3 separate regions of the Mus musculus genome follow, and all the other regions are linked to region 3. A link is a contact called in public promoter capture Hi-C data. All regions are on one chromosome and are shown on one strand. The core of a region is the stretch at or near the end of the contact, and the rest is flanking DNA. Distances in the headings are between cores, read along the strand shown. Region 1 holds the start of Ktn1 (kinectin 1). Region 2 holds the start of Dlgap5 (DLG associated protein 5). Region 3 holds the start of Ero1a (endoplasmic reticulum oxidoreductase 1 alpha).

Region 1 (3,342 bases), core at 294-2,793, 2.3 Mb before region 3:
GAATCAAGAAAGGATTATATACTGGGTATCCTTTGTGATATTAAAGTGTTTAATACACTTGAGGAATTTTCCCGATATATTTGAGTGTGTGTCTCAGTAATGTAGAACACCTTATTCTCTAATGCACCTGATAATTAAGACATGTATGTCTACTGAGGGCTACAAAATTCAGAGACGTTTCTAACTCAGGGTTGGCATGGGGAAAGAACCTACATAATTAAGCCTAGCTATTTCGTGTAAGGTCTCTAAAAGAAAGGTGGAATGGGAAAGAGGCTTATTTACCAAGCAACACATCAGATATGAAAGGCTACCGCGGCACATACAGAACACAGGTCAGCCGGAATGCCCCAGGGCAGCATGGACAGATTATCTCAGGTCTCATCACCAAATGCTTTTACCCACACCAGAGCCACTGCTGCCAGTGCTTGCGGGTGAGGGGAGAAAACAAGTGCAACCTAATTCAGGCAAAAAAAAAAAAAAAAAGTTAAATCACCCCTAAGTCACCTGCTACACAACTCAATGTCTAGTTCACCTTTGGGGAGCTCCTCTTTACCTGGGTGTGGAGCTGTCAATTTCTCAGAACACTCCAAAACTTTGAACTATTCTATTCGGCCCGCAGCTTCTGAAGCTATGCTAATCCACATAGCTGCTAAGGAATCCACTTCTAGCAGTGGCCCTGCTGTTAGAATCCGGGTTTCCGCCTCCTCCCAGAAGGACCCGAAGACACTAAACAGCGCACTTTTTGACCTAAACCGAGAGGCAGCCGGACAAAGAAGAGAACGCTGCTTCCCAAGCCCCGGTCTCGGATGGCCGAACTCTGCTCCCTTACGCCAAAAGCGGCCAGATCCGGGACACCCCAAATTCTATTGTTGGACACCAAGGCGGACACACCCCTGGGAGAGAGGGAGAACTTCGCAGGATTTCCCCTAACTCCCAGGACCGGGTGGTGGGAGGGGCGGCGCTCCGGGACAAGCGAGGGGAGAGCCGCTCCAGCATGGCGCACGCGTGGCCCAGCCCGAGCCCAGGGCGCCCGAGGCGAGGCGAGGCGCTCCCTCTGGTCACCCTCATCAGAGCCTTAATCCGCCAGCCCGCCCTGGGGCCTGCGAGCCCAGCTAAAAATAGGCTCCTCGGTCACCCCGCGGCCCTGGCGGATCGACCTCGCCCTCAGAGGAGATGGCCGGGGAGCTCCGGCCACTCGCGGACCTGGGATCGGACCTTGCAGCCACGGGGAGATCGCCGAGCCAGAACCCTGGAGCCCGAACCCGCAGGCGGATCCTCGGAGCGGGCCGGCGGCGGCGCGGCCTGGGCGGACGCTGCACACTGCGACCTCCGTGCGAGGCCTACCCCGCGAGCGCAGCCCCCCGCCCTGCGCCCCGCGCCCGCGCGCCCTGGAGTCCCCGGCCCTGCTCCTCACCCTGCGCAGCCGGGTACCAGGCCGGGACGATGCAGCGGCGCGAGCTCTACCTCCTGGTCAGCGCGCTCCCAGGCCCCGCCGCAGTAGCTCAGGTGCCGTCGCGCCGCCCCGCAGGAAACGGGCGGCTTCGGGGCGGGGCGGCTCCGCACGTCCGGGCGTCGCGGCCAGAGGGGCCCGGAGACCGGCCCCTTAAAGGGACAGGTCCGCGCAGCCGGCGGCCTCCAGATGCCCCGCGCTGGGCTGCAGAGACGTCACCCTCCGCCTGGAAGTCCCTGCGGAATCCCTTCATCCATTCAACCCTACTCTGCCTCCCCCAGTCGGCCTTGGTCTCACGTGACCCTCGCACAAAAGTACCACTTGGCCCCCGACACGGGTTGATTCCTTTTAACCGTACTCCAAGTTGCTAGACATACACACACACACACACACACACACACACACACACACACACACACACACACACACACACGGCTGGGATTTCTCCTCCGAAATCCGCAAAACGAGGAATTTATAGAGCCGACCTAAATAAGTTGTGTGCAAATATTGTAAGGCTGCAATGCTTGCTGGCTGCTGGCCATTCCTTAAGCAAGGTTAAATAACTAGAAACTGCAGCGCTAAGAGGGGTTGACCAGAATCTCTGCGTCTCTCTGCTCTTTGCTGCGAGGATGGAAGCTTTTTCTCCGGTGTTGCTTTTTAGTGTTTTATTATTATTATTATTATTATTATTATTATTATTATTATCTCAGACAACGCCAGTCACTGCCCTGAACATATCTACAACATACTCTAAACTCTCCTCAAAAGTTACCAAATGATTGGCACGCTTCTAGAGTGTGGGGTAGAGAAATAGAATCAGACTCACCATTACCATTACCCAGGAGCAATCCTTAATGATTGGAGCATCAGATAAGTCTCAACATTAACAACAGAGAATGTCCTCATCATAGGCTAGTTACAAGAATGCTGCGCATCTGTCTGCGTTCGAATGATTTCCGCCCAAGCTTTCAGAGCTCTTCAAAGCAGAAATGAAAGCTGAAGCGTTTGTAGCAACAGCCTGATGAGGTATTGAGAATTCCACCAGTGTCCAATCACCACTTCTCAAGGAGCTTGCTCTTTTCCTTTCTCATGAGTATTATTCAGCACTCACCAGCTCCAAGGCCAGCAAAACACTGTTTCTGAGCTGCTGTCTCTTGAACCTGTAAGTGCCAGAAGATTTGGCTTTGTTGGGAAGTGAGGCCATTAGTAGCTTAATACAAAGTGTAACTGTATCATTTCTGTAATGGAATGTAAAGGTTCTTGAATAGCTTACAAACAACTCTGTAATTGCGCCCCCTCCACCCACAAAAAAGTTTCCAGTTAGATTTTTTTTTCTGACATTAGGAAAAGGACACCATCATTTGCATACAAATGATACATAGGTTCCTTCGTAAGTTACATAGTAGCATGGTCTTTAGGGAAGCAATCCTCCAAACGTCTTACTTCTTATAGTCGATACAGAAGTATAAATGCGCCAGCCACTTCTATTCGGATGAACTTTGACTTCTCAAAGGGGAACAGCTGGATGCTTCCTTCCTATAAGCTTTCTAATTGCTCACATCAAAACAAAAAGATGTACTAGATATGTTACAGGTGGCAAGCCCTATTGGTATTTAAGACTAATCCTCTAAGTTTTGAAGTATAGTAAAATGTAACATAATTAACTATAGTTAACACACATAATTAACCTAAGTTATAATTAACTGTGACTGCTGCTCACTACTCACCGATGTCATGTCCATGTCGCTGAAACCCACAACTAACTTGCTAAAAGGAATTAGCACTCCCCATCTGAGTTATCTCTTAAAACAATCAGAAATTAAACCTTATTGAAAACTATAAGGTATAATGTAGCTACCGAAAGACTATTTCTCCCCTCCCCCCTGCGCCCC
Region 2 (3,296 bases), core at 682-3,181, 2.1 Mb before region 3:
CTCTCTGTCTAGCAGGCTGGCGTAGACCACAAACTCCAGACTGATGGGATTAAATTCATATACAGTATAGTCTCCGCATTTTCCTTTTTTTAAGCTTACTTATTGAATGTTTTAAGGTTTATTTTGGTTTTTCGGAGTAACTGCCGAGATGGCCGAAGTGGAGCAGCAGAAGAAGTGGACCTTCTGCAAGTTCACCTACGGTGGCGGTGGCGTGGACCTCGATATGACCTATGAGCAGCTGATGCAGTTGTACAGCACCCGCCAGAGGCGGCGCCTGAACCTTGGCCTGCGGCGGAAGCAGAACTAACTGCTCAAGCCCTTGAGAAAGGCCAAGAAGGAGGCGCCACCTATGGAGAAGCCCGAGGTGGTGAAGACAAACCTGAGGGGACATGATCATCCTGCCCAAAATGGTGGGCAGCATGGTGGGCGTGTACAATGGCAAGACCTTCAACTAGGTGGAGCTCAAACCAGAGATGATAGGCCACTACCTGGGCGAGTTCTCCATCACCTACAAACCTGTGAAGCACGGCCGCCGCCCGGGATCGGTGCCACCCACTCCTCCCGATTCACTCCCCTCAAGTAGCCGAGGCCAATAGAGACTCAGTTTTGGGTCCCTGGGTGGTGGTGGTGGGTTAAGATTTATTTTGTTTTCTGCCTATGAGTGTTTTGCCCACAGAGGTCAGAATGTGATGGATCTTTTAGAACTGGAGTTACAGAGAGTTGTGAGCCACCACGTGGGTGCCTGGGTTTTCTGCCAGGGCAAGAAAGTGCTCTCAACTGCCAAGCAACTCTCCAGCCCCCAGTCTCAGCTATTTTAAAACAACAGTGAAACCCAAACAGGAACCACATTGTCACACACTGTTACTACGTCTTAAGGTGTCTTTTAACACCTTACAAGAACAGGTTTGTTTCCTGCAAACCATGTTTTTCAACCTATGCTGAACTTGTGACCCCATGATGTACGCCCACCCCTTTGCCTTGTTAAGTTCCTGAACACCTGTGATGACTCCCCTTCCACATGCTGTGTTCTTGCATTTATCTACCCCATAGGTAGCCTTGAACCCCGAGTGGCTCACTCTCCCGCTGGCCCAGATGCTAAAGGCACTAAGAGTCAGTTATCTCCAACGGCTCTTTTTTTTTTTTTTTTTTTTTTTTTTTTAGCAACCCTGACCCATTCCCATAAAAAGAACCTCAAAAGCCAGTGAGGGGCTGCTCTCTGAAATCTCCACTTTGGGAGACCGCAGCTGGCTGGCCAGTTTGCTTTAATCAGATATAGCTTGCTTTAATCAGCCACTCGCGAAATTGGTGTTTCTTTCCCCCATCAGATCTAACATAACCATGAATATTATGTCAGTTACCTATCTTCATCTTTCTCTTTGTATGTCCCAGAGGTCTCAGTGCTGCTATAGAGCTGCAGGCAGCTGGTCCTCTTTCCCAAGATGTTGGCAGGGAAAAAGCAAAAGCCAAACTTACAAACTCTTTCCTAATTTATCTTCCCGGTGTCTACTGGATACCGATCAGTCTACAAACACATGGTCAGCACAGCTGTCCTGGCCCAGGCGTTTTTGTTTTCTTGATATCTCATGGGATGTGTGCCTTCGTTTATGTGTCTGTTAGAAATCTCAGTTGATTTCTAAGGCAGACGTTAATTTTGCCTTAGAAAAGAAGGAGAAATGGAATAAATGATCTCGTTTAACTTAAAACCTTTGCCTTTTTTTAGCGTGGATGCTCAGCCCGTAATCCCAGCAGCACTCAGTGACAGGCAGGAGCATCTCGGTGAGTTCGAGGCCAGCCTTGTCTACATAGTGAGTTCCCAGACATAGTGAGACCTTGTCTTAAAAACCAAAACAAACAAACAAACAAACAAACACGTTTAAAAGGAAAGAAGAAAACCGGCCTGAAGAGCCAACAAGTGCGGCCCGCCCCACTGAGTTTATAGTGTGTCGCTGCCACGCCTAGCGGGTTTACCGCCTCCCTCCTCCCCCTCGCCCTCCCGCTCCCAACCCTTTGCCTTCCAAACAATTTAAATGTCGCACAGAACCAACCTATCGCAAGCCTCGTTCGAGGGGAAGGGGCGGGAGCTTCCGGAAGTGTTGGCAAAAGTCCCTCCAATCAGCGGCTGGCAGCGGGAAATTTCAGTTCCGTGAAGGGTCGGTCCGGGAGTTCCTTCTGCGGATCGGTGGAGTTTTCTGTGTTGCGACATTGTTGTGGATCCAGAAACTGCTTCAGGTAAGTGGGATCAAGAGTTCAAGGTCCTCCGTGGCTGCATACCAGCTCGAGAATGGCCTGGGACGAGACTGTCCCGAAAAAATTTAAAAATGGCCTAGGTGAGATGGCTCAACAGTTAGGAAGGAGCACTTGTTTGCAGAGTTAGCTTCCCAGCATCCCACGTAGGGCAGGTCACAAACTCCTTGTAGCTCCAGCGTCAAGAGGTCCGACACCCTCTACTGGACACCAGTATGCATCCACCCCAACACAGAAATAGACATACACATAAACAACAAGAAAAAAAACCTTTGGAAAAAATTGGCATGAAAAATGTAGATTATCCTAAAGCATTGACAGCGTATTAGAGATGAGACTCTACCCGACCTGTATGCTAGTAACCTCCCAAAATAGCCCACAAGTGTCAGTGGATTCTGCTTTTCCTGAAGACGCTGTCATTTCTCTCTAACCTGCTGTAAGTATTAGACGGAGAATCTTAAGATGAGTGCACAGGCAGGGGAGCTGACCTGAGAGGTCCACTTGACCATCACCATGACACAAGCCATTAGAGAAGAAGGACCTCAGTTGAGGAAATGACGACATGAGGTCCAGCTGTAAGGCATTTTCTCAGTTAATGATTAATGGGGAAGGGCCCAGCATCTTGTGGGTGGCAGCCATCCCTGGGCTGCAATCCTTGGTTCTGTAAGAAAGTGAAGCAAGCCAGTAAGAAGGGTCACTCTGTGGCCTCAGCACCAGCTCCTGCCTCCAGGTTCCAGCCTTGCTTGAGTTCCAGTCCTGACTTCCTTTGATGATGAATAGCAAAGTGGAAGTGTGAGCTGAATAAGCCCTTTCCTCCCCAACTTGCTTTTAGGTCATGGTGTTTTGTTGCAGCAATTGACACCCTGTCTAAGACAACCGTGTTAACAAGTTTTGCTTAAACTCTTTCTCTAGTAGTTGTGTTTGACACTTTCTCTCTTTTCCTTTTTTTCTTTTGGTGGGGAGAGGATTAAAACAAGGTTTCACATAGCTCCCACCAGCCTCCTTTGGAGCTGAGACCGACTGACCATGAGCAGGCCCTCTTGTTTTGGTTT
Region 3 (3,192 bases), core at 670-3,169:
CTAACTACACTATGAGCCACCAAGCCTAGCCACTCATCTTTTTTATATTCCAAGGGGTCTGAGGAGGTCTCGGTGTGGCTCAGCACGAGGAGCACACTAAGCATCCATCAGTGGATGAACAAATAAGGAAGCACACCCTGAGTGTGTGTACCCTGACACAGAGTACTGTGTAGACTTATAAAGAAGGGCATGCGGTGACCTGGAACACAGCTGTAACTGCAGAACACCATGCTAAGTGGAATGAAGCCAAGAGCAGAGAGAGAAGTGCTGTGTGATCTCATTTGTGTGAAATTTAAAAAGCCAGTCTCATAGAATCTGTAGAAAAGTGGTAACCAGAGAAGGTTGGAGAGAGGAAAGTTGGTCCAAGGGCACAAAGGTACAGTTAGACTGGAAAAGTAAGTTTCGTTGACCCATGGTATTGCATGGAGGCTGTGGTTTATATACCGTGTACTTGGAAGCTACTAATAGACTGAAGATACTAATAGACTTATTTTTTTAAACATTCTTGTAAGAAAAAGTCAAGCTGGTGAGGTGATGGATATATTAGTGTGATTGAGTCTTCCTACAATGTACATATGGATTGAAAACATATCTTACACACAATTATTAGTGAACTAAAAATAAGACTGGAAGACTGGTTGTGGTGGCAACAGGTGTTTAATCTCAGGTCTAGGGAGGCAGAGGTGAATTGATTTCTGCCTGTTCGAGGCCAGCGTGGTCCACAGTGTAAGTTCCAGACCAGTCAGGAATACACAGTGAGACCCTTCATCAAAATAAAAATGCACTACCCCAAGCTAAACGAGACAACGAAGCCAAGAAAACTGACGACATTGTCAGTTTTATGGAGCCGATGCACCTGTGTACTTCCAAGGCCAAGCTCGGCATTGCAAAGTGAATTGAATGGAAACTTGCTTTTAATCTGGAACAGTGTGAAAAGAACACCAGCAAAAACACCTGTAACAGAGACACTATGATCTGGTTCTAGAAAAGGTAAGTATGAGCTGGAATATAGCTATCGTGAAGACAATATTAGCTTATAAGGCCATATTATCTTACTCTGTGTACAGTGCATGCTATAGATAACAGGCTAAGCAAGGCTTCTCACTGCCTGACTCCAGTTCTTAGCAACAGCTTTCCCCATTTCCACTTATGAAACGAGAGATTGAATAGTCTTTACCACATTGCTCTCTAGCTTGTGAAATATGCCTAATTCGCATAAAATACAGCAAAAAAGGAGTCAATTTTTTATGAACAAATCGGGACTACACATTGAGCTAATATCTTCTCTATGCTAGTTTAATAAAAACATGTTTTTATTATTATATTTAAACATTTATTTATAAAATAGAGCCTAACTCTATAGGGCAGGAAGTATGTAGCTCAAGCTGTCTTTGACATTGAGCAATCCTCTTGCCACAGTCTCTGGAGTGTTGGATTATAGGTGTAAGCCGCGGTGCACAGCCCTTTGGAAACCAATTTCACCTGTTCCCTTTGTAGGATGTAGGAAGGGAAAAACTAGAAAGCCACTGAATCGTGTGTACGGCCGTGCTCCCCGAGATGAACTCCAACATCCTTTTAAAAGGCTTAGGCAGCCAGAGCACGGCGGACACGTAACCCAGGCTCGGGATTTCCTAGTGTTGAGAAAGGATGGGCTGGCTGGCGTGAGCTCCGGGGCGGGGCGGGCAGGACGGCGCAGGCCCCGGGCAGTGTGGCTCGGGGGATACCCCGACCCCGGAAGGACCGCGTCTTTGCGCCGGACGAGCTGCAGGCCAGGTGTACCGGAGGCGGGTGCGTGAGCGGGGCGCGCAGGAAGGCGGCCGCCCGAGGCTCGCGTGGACAGAGGCGCGCGCCGCTGCACGTCCGCAGGGGAGGCGGGAGCGCGGAGGGCGCAGGGCGGAGCGCGGGGCGGGGCCGGCGCAGGCTACTTCAGCGGGCGCGCGGCCTGCGCCGGGGAGCCAAGCACGGCGGCGCGGGTAGAGGGCGGTGGGCGGCGAGCGGCGATGGGCCGCGCCTGGGGCTTGCTCGTTGGACTCCTGGGCGTCGTGTGGCTGCTGCGCTTGGGCCACGGCGAGGAGCGGCGGCCGGAGACAGCGGCACAGCGCTGCTTCTGCCAGGTGAGGCGCGCGGGCGGCCCAGGGGCTGCGCATCTCCGGGCGCCGGCGATCCTGATGCGCGGCCCGCACCGCGTTCCCGATCGCCCCGGGACGGGGCACCCTTCGATGGGCGTGGGCGCCTGGCCAGCTTGTCACACTGCTTCCTTGCATCCTGCCTTGGCTGCTCCGTGTCCACAGGACCGGGGGTTCTGAATGGACCCGGCACCTGGGCACCTCGTGCGAGCGGTGCCGGGGACGTCCCCAGCCTTTCTGTTCCCGATATGGACTCTTGGGGAGACTAGTTGTTCTTTAGGTCTTGTCGTTGTCAAGAGGTTGAATGACCTTGAGGGGCTCTTTGGGTGGCCTGATCTAACTGCCTGGTGTCTTTGCGGCTGTTGTTGTCCTGTGACTTCTCGGCCTGTGTATGGTGCACCTTGCCCCTGAAGCTTATTCTCGTATACTGACACTTCCTTTGCGGAATCCGAGGTAGGCCCTAGCTCTTCTGTATTCAAGTTTGATTATGAGCTGTGATTATTTACTTCTGTAGGAGATGTGGGTTCCGTGAGCAAAACATTCAAAGAATTTTATTTTCTTAGTGTAGCCTGTAAATTTTGTATGAGGCCGTTTAGGCTAGGCGCATTGAAATAACTGTGAATTTCATTTTGCTGTCTTAAGGAAATGCTAACAGCTTGGAAATACCCAGAAGTATCATATTCAGTCGATGTGCTAGTCTCTTAGTGCTTTCTTGTAAAGCCTGGAAGAACTCTCGAATATTAGCGGTTCCCCAGACTTTCTTCTGTTTAAAAGTGTATTAGATCATTTTATTACTGAGATACTTAATATGTAAATTGTATTGTTAAACAGACGTTCACGACCACACCTGGCGCTGGCCAGCACCCTTTCCCCCTCGACTTGTTCATTACTGTTCTTTACGATGTTTAAAATACAGGTTTGTTTTGTGGGTATGTATATTGTACCTGTGAATGTACGCATTGTAGGGGGTGCTTTTAGTCCACAGCTTGCAGGAACCTCTCCCCAACCACCACATGGGACACCGGGATCCACCTCGGGTCCTCAGGCAAATGACCAAGCATTGGCT

What was found. Promoter capture Hi-C pulls out the DNA fragments that hold promoters and counts their contacts.
Region 1: a promoter capture Hi-C map of liver shows a contact between it and region 3, with 10 times the contacts expected there. The contact joins the promoter of Ktn1 here to the promoter of Ero1a in region 3. A contact is called at or near these places in 2 of 39 promoter capture datasets (hippocampal neurons and liver).
Region 2: a promoter capture Hi-C map of pre-B cells shows a contact between it and region 3, with 7 times the contacts expected there. The contact joins the promoter of Dlgap5 here to the promoter of Ero1a in region 3. A contact is called at or near these places in 2 of 39 promoter capture datasets (liver and pre-B cells) and 1 of 484 Hi-C or Micro-C datasets (B cells).

Annotation. Positions count from the first base shown.
Region 1 is chr14:47,647,512-47,650,853 of GRCm38.p6, reverse strand. Ktn1 (kinectin 1) reads right to left here and starts at 1,543. Exons shown (of 39, transcript NM_001347527.1): 1 at 1,415-1,543.
Region 2 is chr14:47,417,042-47,420,337 of GRCm38.p6, reverse strand. Dlgap5 (DLG associated protein 5) reads left to right here and starts at 1,931. Exons shown (of 19, transcript NM_144553.2): 1 at 1,931-2,229. It also overlaps the pseudogene Gm8353.
Region 3 is chr14:45,317,299-45,320,490 of GRCm38.p6, reverse strand. It overlaps Ero1a (endoplasmic reticulum oxidoreductase 1 alpha), which reads left to right and starts at 1,919. Exons shown (of 16, transcript NM_015774.3): 1 at 1,919-2,114. The coding sequence starts at 2,001.